2 separate regions of the Mus musculus genome follow, and region 2 is linked to region 1. Evidence: chromatin contacts called from public HiChIP or PLAC-seq data. All regions are on one chromosome and are shown on one strand. Each heading gives the region's core, a stretch centred on a gene start, on an enhancer-like site or on the middle of the called end of the contact. The rest is flanking DNA. Distances are from core to core; before and after follow the strand shown. Region 1 holds the start of Pdcd6ip (programmed cell death 6 interacting protein). Region 2 overlaps Fbxl2 (F-box and leucine-rich repeat protein 2).

The links. HiChIP or PLAC-seq counts read pairs in DNA pulled down with a chosen protein or histone mark.
Region 2: an H3K4me3 HiChIP or PLAC-seq map of fetal liver shows a contact between it and region 1, with 4 times the contacts expected there. The contact joins the enhancer-like site here to the promoter of Pdcd6ip in region 1. A contact is called at or near these places in 2 of 39 promoter capture datasets (hematopoietic stem and progenitor cells and liver), 5 of 115 datasets of contacts at active chromatin or transcription factors (the 230-238 cell line, cardiomyocytes, embryonic midbrain and 2 more) and 2 of 9 other capture datasets (liver and pancreatic islet).

Annotation. Positions count from the first base shown.
Region 1 is chr9:113,706,433-113,710,909 of GRCm38.p6, reverse strand. Pdcd6ip (programmed cell death 6 interacting protein) reads left to right here and starts at 2,651. Exons shown (of 18, transcript NM_011052.2): 1 at 2,651-3,011. The coding sequence starts at 2,803.
Region 2 is chr9:113,988,485-113,992,961 of GRCm38.p6, reverse strand. Fbxl2 (F-box and leucine-rich repeat protein 2) reads left to right here. Exons shown (of 15, transcript NM_178624.6): 6 at 2,085-2,153; 7 at 2,249-2,344; 8 at 3,526-3,652; 9 at 3,768-3,842. Among named protein-coding and RNA genes, the nearest start is that of Fbxl2, 36 kb to the left of the region's middle. Within about 2 kb of position 2,196, at least 32 of the 459 cell types and tissues checked have an H3K27ac peak or open chromatin away from gene starts, as enhancers often do. A contact at or near this core is called in fetal liver, where this site is marked.

The DNA of each region.
Region 1 (4,477 bases), core at 1,402-3,901:
CACCAAACACTCAGATACACAGGTACCCAAAGCAGGTGCCATTCTTGGTTACGTCCCTTTCCTTATTTTCCTGTTTGGGTGTTAGCAAATTCAATTCTAAACTCAAAAAACCTATCAGTTTTGTTTATCTTCCTTAGGTCAGATTTGATGATGATTTTTTTTTTTTTTTGCCCGATTTCTGTTTCACACTTTGCCTCACTACATTCTTCTGATGCACATTGGGCAGGGTGGCCGTGGCATTTACTGTAAGTAGAAAGTTTAACTAGAATAAAGACATTTTTATAGCGCACTGAGATGGATCAGTGGCTAAAGGGTTTGCCGCCAAATCTGAAGACCTGAGCTGGACCAGAAAAGGATTCCTACAGGTTGTTCTTTGACCTACACAAACACACACACACACACACACACACACACACACACACACACACACGTTTCCCCCGAACTAATAAGTAAATGTAAATGAATGAATAAATAAAATTTTAATAAAATAAGCTTTATTGTTAATGAACAAATATAATGTATAAAGCAAAATTATTACATGAAAATAAAAATAAGATAAAAAAGTATGTTTCTATTTTCAAAGAATCAGCACCACTGAGGGTACAATCCTTTTTCATCGTCCATATATACAGATATTTAATTTTTTAAAACCAAGATAGTGTTACACACATACCATTTTCTTAATGACCCCCCAAGGTTTGTATGGCAACACAGTTTCATCTTATCAAATATTCCATGTTTTCATTCATCTTTCAACTGTCCTGAAAGGTGTTTTATAGCTTGTCTGTTCAGAATAGGATCTGGGGCAGGCTGTAATGTCCACAAGTTTTGCTTTTTTAATTTTTTTTATACAACCATTGTTTTTTTTTTTTTTCAGGCCGATACATTTTGAAGCGTATACACCAGTTATGCTCTGAAACGTCACAGAATTTCTTATTTCGCCTGTTGTATTTCTTATAAATTGTGTGATCTGGCACTGGAGAGATGGTTCCCCTGTTAAAGCACTAGCTGCTCTTCCAGAGGACACAGGTTCGATTCCCAGCACCCATATGCAGCTCATCATTTCTGAAACTCCAGTTCCAGGGGATCTGATGCCCTCTTCTTACTTCAGGGGGCATCAGGAACAAACATGGTACACAGACATACATGCAGAAACCCATATATGTGTGTGTGTGTGTGTGTATATATATATATATATGTATATATATATATATATAATAAAAAATGAAAAAAATTGCGTGTTTGATGTGAAGGCTTGATAGATTCAAGTTAGTTTTGCCTGGAATGTTTCATGGACGATATTGTTCATCAACATTTGCTCCATCAAGAGTGGTGAGATGGCTCAGCAGGGAAAGGTGCTTGCTGTCAATCATGCCCACCTGAGTTCCACCCCTGAGACCCACGTGGTAGAAGGGACTGATTCCAGAAGTTGACCTCTGACCTCTGAGTACTCCCCAATAAATAAACCATAATAAAAATAAACAGTAAAAATACCAGACTTGTCTTCTGGGAGGCCTTCAAGAAACATTCTATGTATGTGCGCGTGAGGGCTGGCCCCAGAGGAGGCCCCAAGAGGGTGATGGGTCGCCTTGAGTTACAGGTGTTGAGTGTGTTCCTAAAGAGGCTACTGGGAACCCAGGTCGGCCTCTCACTCAGGCAGAGCAGCAAACAGTCTTTAACTGCTAATCTATTTCCCCAGTTACCCAGGGAGGCCTTTGTAAAAAATATAAAAAAAATTGCTTAAGTACGACTGATTGTACTAAATAGATTCTAGACACTGACTACAAGTTTCATAATGATTTGTGGTGTCACTCTTCAACTTCCTTTCATTCTAGTCTCTACTTCCCTTTTAAGTTCTGGATATGGGATACTCGTGCTTTAGGTCTGGGGCCTCTTCCCACTTAAGTCTCTCCACCCGTGCTCTCTTTTAATGTCAAATTGCGAGTATTCTTTTAAATTCATCTTCTGGGAGGATGTTTCTTAAATTATCTTGCTTATGCTATGTTCTTCTAAGAGATCTCTTTTTACGTACCTTACTACCGACTGTGTCCTTACCTGGAAGACTGCACGAAGGCAGGGACTTTTTCTACTTTTGCCCTGGGGGGTGGGGGTGGGGGTAAGGCTGCACACACAATGGACCTTCAACCGCACATCACAATACTCCCCAGGGTCTGGTCTCATAGGAGAAAGCATAACAAAGGAGCATTTCACCACCGGGCAGAATATATTGACCTATAAAATTAATTTTTGTAATAAAAAAGGAAAAATACAATCAATTAAAAATATTTTAAAAAGAAAAATAGAGCAGAATCTAAGGAGAATTTAAAATCTTCTTGAGCCGGGTGGTAGTGGCGTATGCCTTTAATCCCAGCATTGGGGAGGCATAGGCAGGAAGATCTCCGCGAGTTCGAGGCCGGCTTGGACTACAAGTCAGTTCCAAGATAGCCAGGGCTACACAGAGAAACCCAGTCTCGAACAAAACAACCAAACCAAACCAAAATAACCAAAAGAATCTTTTTGAAAATTTAATCATCGCAGTAGGCTACCGCCTGATCCCACCACGCAGGCGCCGCACAGGCGAGCCCAGGTGAGCGACGCTTTGGTGGCACCATCACGTGACCGAGCGGCGCGCCCCTCCGACTGCGCCTGCGCGGGGGCTCCCGGAAGTGGCCAGCTCGAAGCGCTGGCGGCCCAGTCCGTCGGCCCGTCGGTCCGCTCCTCCGCTGCCGGTGCCGAGCGCGCCTAGGCCGTGGTCGCTGTCCCTCCGTCTGTGCGGCCCGACGCGGCGGCCGGGCGCTCACCATGGCGTCGTTCATCTGGGTGCAGCTGAAGAAGACCTCGGAGGTGGACCTGGCCAAGCCGCTGGTGAAGTTCATCCAGCAGACGTACCCGAGCGGCGGCGAGGAGCAGGCCCAGTACTGCCGTGCGGCCGAGGAGCTCAGCAAACTGCGGCGCTCGGCGCTCGGTCGCCCGCTGGACAAGCATGAGGGCGCCCTGGAGACGTTGCTGAGGTGGGCCCGGGCGGCGGGGCTCCCTCCCAGCCTCCCTTCCTGTCCCCGCTCCCCTCCCCAGCCTCGCTTCCTCCTCCCTTCATAGCCTTTTCCTCTCCCCCGCGCCTGGCCTCCACTCTGACTCAGGCCAGCAGCGTAGGTGTGGTCAGCATTCTTTCCTGGTGAGAGGACTCATAACCCTGTCCTCCCTTCCGAGTGCCTTCTGTCACCGAGGCTCCTTACCTGGGAGGACGTCTGCCGTGTAATGATCTCTCTGGTTACAGCCGTTTGACCGGTTTTCACTTTTTGGGTGTTACAACTGGAGTCTCCCTTTTACAATCCCTGTTTGTGACTTTATTGGACCACGTCTAGATTTCCTAATAATAGTTACGAAAGGGAAGGGAGAGAATTTGGACACTAAACCAAATGTCGGTGACTTATTATATTGTTCACTTGAAGTAAGTCATCTCATGTTCCAATAATCAAGTGACAGACTGACAGTTGTAAAAGTTAGGAGCTACAGTCGTTTGAAAGAAAACTTGAATGACATAGTAGACCGCTGAGACTGGTTACTTAAAAATCTTTTGACACGGGCGTATGCACGTATGGAATACCCTGGTCCTTTTTGCAATTGGTGACAACCCAGGTACTTGATAATGATAACATTTCCGTGATACCTTATGATCCAATTTCTGGTAATATGATCTTGTTTCATGCAAGGGACGCTGGTGGATTAGGGTGGGAACAGAGCTGTCCAGAGACACCCCTTAGTTTTGGCATCATCTTGCTCCCGTGATGTTTCCTGCATGTGTTGCCAGATGGCCACTAGCAGCCCTTACCGTAGTTAGAATGGCTCCCAGCACTGAGTAGACTTTATCTGTTGACAGAGTGAGGAGCCAGATTTCAAACAGTTCTCTCACGAGAGTTTTAGAGTGGATTTGCTTTAAAGTGCCCGAGTTTTGTAAAACTGTAAGGAACGTCTGCGAGTGCTGGGGTTAGTCACACAGTGCTTGTCTGCGGGTGGTATATGTGGCCTGTGTATCCAGCGGCTGTCTCAAGTGCTTGATGCACATTGTATCATCCGTGCCTCTAAGGCAGTGGTTCTCAAACTGTGGGTCACGGCCCCTTTGGGGTGACGTATCAGACATCCTGCATATCAGATATTTATATTACCATTCGTGATAGTAGCAGAATTACAGGTATGAAGTAACAACAGATTTTATGGTTGGGCGTCACTACACCAGGAGGAGCTGTATTAAAGGGCAAAGCATTAGAAAGGTTGTGAGCCATTTCTGTGAGGGAAGCTTTGCCTTCGCCTTACAAGTCTTCAGACAATGCCTGAGACATTGAATGCAGCCTTGGGCTGCGTGCTTTGCAGCGTTTGAGTTCTGCCCACTGTGATATACTTAAGTCTGCTTAAGCACATTTGTAATTGTTTTAATGTACTTATTTCTAAGAATGTTCTCTCCTACTCTCTGTCTGTCTCT
Region 2 (4,477 bases), core at 947-3,446, 280 kb before region 1:
CACACTTCAACAGCTAGTGCCATCATGTCTTGGAAGCTGACAGTTGGTTTCCAACCCTGCTTACAGAGCTGTCGTGTCAGCTTCAAGTGTTCAGCTCCTCACGGCTCGCACCGAGCAGTGTGAAAGCTGCATCCATGTTTTGTCAGACTTAGTTCTAAATAGTCTTTAAAATTTTTATTTTAAATTATGTGTATATGCTTATCTGTTGGGGTGGGGTGGGGTGTGTATATTTGAGGGGACATCCGATCCCCGGGAGTTGGAGTTGCCGGTGTTTGTGAGCCACCTCACACGGGTGCTGGGAAGGAGAGTGCTGTTGCAGAATGTATGCTTTGCTCTGACCTTCCATATTGTTCATTAATAGAAATAGAAACCTGATTAATTTTTATACATTGATTTTCCGCCTCCCCGCTGCCTCCTGCAATACTGAGGACCTCATACATGTCATATCTGTGGTTTATAACTGAGCTATGCCACAGACTAGCTCCTGTGTGTGTGTGTGTATGAGTACACATGTTACTGAAAATTGTCCCCAGAGCCTAGTACACACCAGGCTCCCTGTGCCACTGAGCATACCCCCTGCCTTCTGCTCTTTGCTTTATTTGGAGTGTCCCTGATGAATCTTCAGCCACACTGATCTTCTTCCTGCTGTAGAAGTCCGTCCAGTACATTTCAGCTCGGCCACTCTGTGCCGCAGCTGCACAGCATTCTGGGTGACTCAGTGATAACCTTCAGGGCCCTTGCCCTGTTCTTGCTCTGTCCCGTTTGAGTAAACTTTGATTGGGCAGTGGTGTCCATTACAGATTTAGTTTCCTCTTTTGTTCGGTGTGTGCAGACATCACGAGCTCCACATTCTTAGGTGTGGAACACATTTTGTTCCTATAAAGGCTGTTTTGAGTTTGATTCTTCATTGGTTTGACTGTTCTTTTGGGGATCGTACCCTCTCTTAGTCTTGGGGCTGGCAGGACGTAGCTTGAGGGAGAATGCTCTTGTAGAATGTGGGGAGCCCATGATCGCCAGCAACATAGAAATCAGTCAGACTGGTTTTAAAGACTCAAGTTTTTGTTTTCTTTTTTTGTTTGTTTGTTTTATGTGTATACGTGTTTGTCTGCACAGGCACGCAGTGCCTGCAGAGGCCATCAGAGGGCCCTGGATTCCCTGCAACTGGATTTATAGATGGTTGTGCGCAGCCTTTGGGTACTGGGAAAGAGACTGAGGTCTTCTGGAAGAGCAGCAAGTGCTCATAGGCTGAAGGTCTCTGCATGGCATCTCTGGTGTCATGCTTCTAGCTAATTCTTTCCCCGGCCGTGGGAGTTGCTCACATGCACATATCAGGGTAGCACATGGCAGCTGCTGGCATTCGATTCCGTGGCCCCTGATGAGCCCCATGGACTTCTTGGGTTTCATCTTCCTAGCCCTGCCCCAGGGATCCACTTTGGTTCCCCATCCTCACACAGCAGGGCAGAATGAGCAGATACAGGCTCTAGGTGGCTAGGTTTTGGAGGTGGTGGAGATGTCATGGAATAGCCAGGACCCGTGAGACCCGCTGAAGTGCCTCAGGACGATGCAGGGAGCGGTAGTCATGTGTAGCTTTCTGCGTCTGGTCCTGCTCTCACCCACCGTAAGGAAGGCAGCTGTTCTTCATAACTTGGGGTTCTTGCCTGTAGATGATGGCTCTTGATACTAACAAGACTGACAGTGGTCAGAGTGCCCCAGGGCACAGCACAGAGGTCTTACCTTGCTTCAAGTGGACTTTTCCAGTCGAGAAGTATCAGGCCTCCCATCTCAGATGACCCCCAAGGTGGGGCTGGAGGAGGGTTAGCTGACAGGTAGCTTGGGTCTTTATGCCAGGCTAGCAGTAGGCAGCGTCTGGGAGCGGCCCAGGTTACTGAGCCCTGTATCTGCCAAGGAGTCTGTGGCCTTTGCCGAGTTAGAGTGGACTTGGAAAGCAGTTTGAAGTGGATGGTTGTGCTGCCCTCTAGTGGCCACCTTGCAGCCGCCAGAGCACTTGTAGCCACTGGTGTTTTGCTTTGCAGCGTTTTTGTTAGGTTGGGGAAAAACAACTCTTTTTTTCCTTCTCATTTTAGGACCTTTGCACAGAACTGCCGGAACATTGAACATTTAAACCTCAATGGCTGCACGAAAATCACTGACAGGTAGGGTTAAGGACGGGTCTAGGGCGGGAGTGGCCACAAGGAGACAGGCGGAAAACAAGGTTGGAAACGTCTTTAGTATGTCTGCCTCGTTTCAGCACGTGTTACAGCCTTAGCAGATTCTGTTCCAAGCTGAAACACCTGGATCTCACGTCCTGCGTGTCTGTTACCAACAGCTCTTTAAAGGGCATCAGGTGAGAGCGCTTGGCATTGGGGGAGGGGGGTCAAAAAAAAAAAGTGTGGGCCGAGGAGGTGGCTCTGTCTGTAAGGCAATAAAGACAAGTCCCAGAATCCACGTAGACAGCCAGTGACCCCAGGGCTGCAGTGCTGGGGAGGAGACCTGGGGCTCACTGGCCGACCAGCCTCGCTGAATTGGGGCACCGAATCCAGCCAGGTTCACTGAGAGACCCTGTGAGGTAGGGGGGGGGGGGCAGAATGCAGGATGTAAAGCTAGGGCTGGGGAGAGGGCGCCACAGTTAGGAGCACGCACTGCTCCTGCAGAGGAACCAAGTTCCCAGCACCATGGCAGACAGCTAACAGTTGCCTCTAGTTTTCTCGTTTTCTGGACACGGTGGGCCACTGCATTCAGAGACATATAACCACACACACTTAAAATTTGAAAGAGATTTTAAAGCTAATTATTTTCTATTTTCTTTTTTTAAATTTATTTTTAAGTGCATTTGTGTTTTGCCTGAATGTATGTCTGTGTGAGGGTGTCAGGTCCTCTGGAACTGGAGTTACAGACAGGTGTGAGCCACCATGTGGTTGCTGGGATTTGAACTCAGGACCTCTGGAAGAGCAGCCAGTGCTCTTAACCACTGAGCCACCTCTCCAGCCCCGTTTTCTATTTTCAGTGCTATCATTTTCTTTTGATGGTGGATAAGTACAATAAATTGTAATTAATAGTGAACGTGTGAAATTCTAGGCAAAACTTGTGGCTCTGGAATGGCCCTTCTAACTGCACAGGGGCTCACTGAGATGTGCAGAATTTGAGGCTAGGTTAGTATTTGTTTGATTCTCTACCTTAATCTAACTATGTCATGTTTTTTGTTTGTGAGTTCATTACAATCAACTGATTTTTTTAAAAATTAATAACAAAAGGTGGCAAGCAACTGAGGAAGATACCTCGAAGTCAACCTCTGGCCATATGGACCATGCACCCACACATATGTGCACTTGCACAGAGAACCCCTAAACCCAGTCCTAGTATGGTCAGTGCCTTGGACTGAGGCATTCCTGGTGGCTTCACTGGGTGAGGAGGAAGTGGTTCCGCCAGGCCCTGGCCTAGTCTCCTCTCTAGGTTGTTTGTGGTGTACTGAGTTCAGCACCTTCTGCAGGAGGCTGCACAGGGTGCTGTTGTTCTTTGTTCTCTCAGCGAGGGCTGCCGGAACCTGGAATATCTGAACCTCTCCTGGTGTGACCAGATCACAAAGGAAGGCATTGAGGCGCTGGTGCGGGGGTGCCGGGGTTTGAAAGCCCTGCTCCTGAGGGGTTGTACACAGGTACAGAGGTCACACATCTGGTCAGCCTGTTTTCCTTGCTGTGGTGGTCATCTTGGTGCCCGATCCATTCTCTCACCTGGATTCCACCCCTCTTTCATTTCCTCCATCCACTCAGTTAGAGGACGAAGCTCTGAAACACATTCAGAACCACTGCCACGAGCTGGTGAGCCTCAACCTGCAGTCCTGCTCAGTAAGTATGGACCCGAGCGTTGGTGCGCGCGCGGCCCCACTGCCCGCCGCCACACCTATGCGCGGGCCCCACTGTGCGGCCCCACTGCCCGCCGCCACACCTATGCGCGGCCCCACTGTGCGGCCCCACTGCCCGCCGCCACACCTATGCACGGCCCCACTGTGCGGCCCCACTGCCCGCCGCCACACCTATGCGCGGCCCCACTGTGCGGCCCCACTGCCCGCCGCCACACCTATGCGCGGGCCCCACTGTGCGGCCCCACTGCCCGCCGCCACACCTATGCGCGGCCCCACTGTGCGGCCCCACTGCCCGCCGCCACACCTATGCGCGGCCCCACTGTGCGGCCCCACTGCCCGCCGCCACACCTATGCGTGGCCCCACTGTGCGGCCCCACTGCCCGCAGCCACACCTATGCGCGGCCCCACTGCCCGCCGCACCTGTGCTCAGTCAGCCCGTTGCCAGGCTGCATATACCCAAAGTGGCTGGCATCTGGCCACATAGCCTTGCCCTGACTCCACATCCTCTATCCTTATGGGAGTTGTGACTCTTTGTAAGGTGAGAGAACAATAATAATAGCAGCATGTTTGGCACAAGGCTATCGACACCTCCCCAGAATTATATAAATCAGCTTTGTT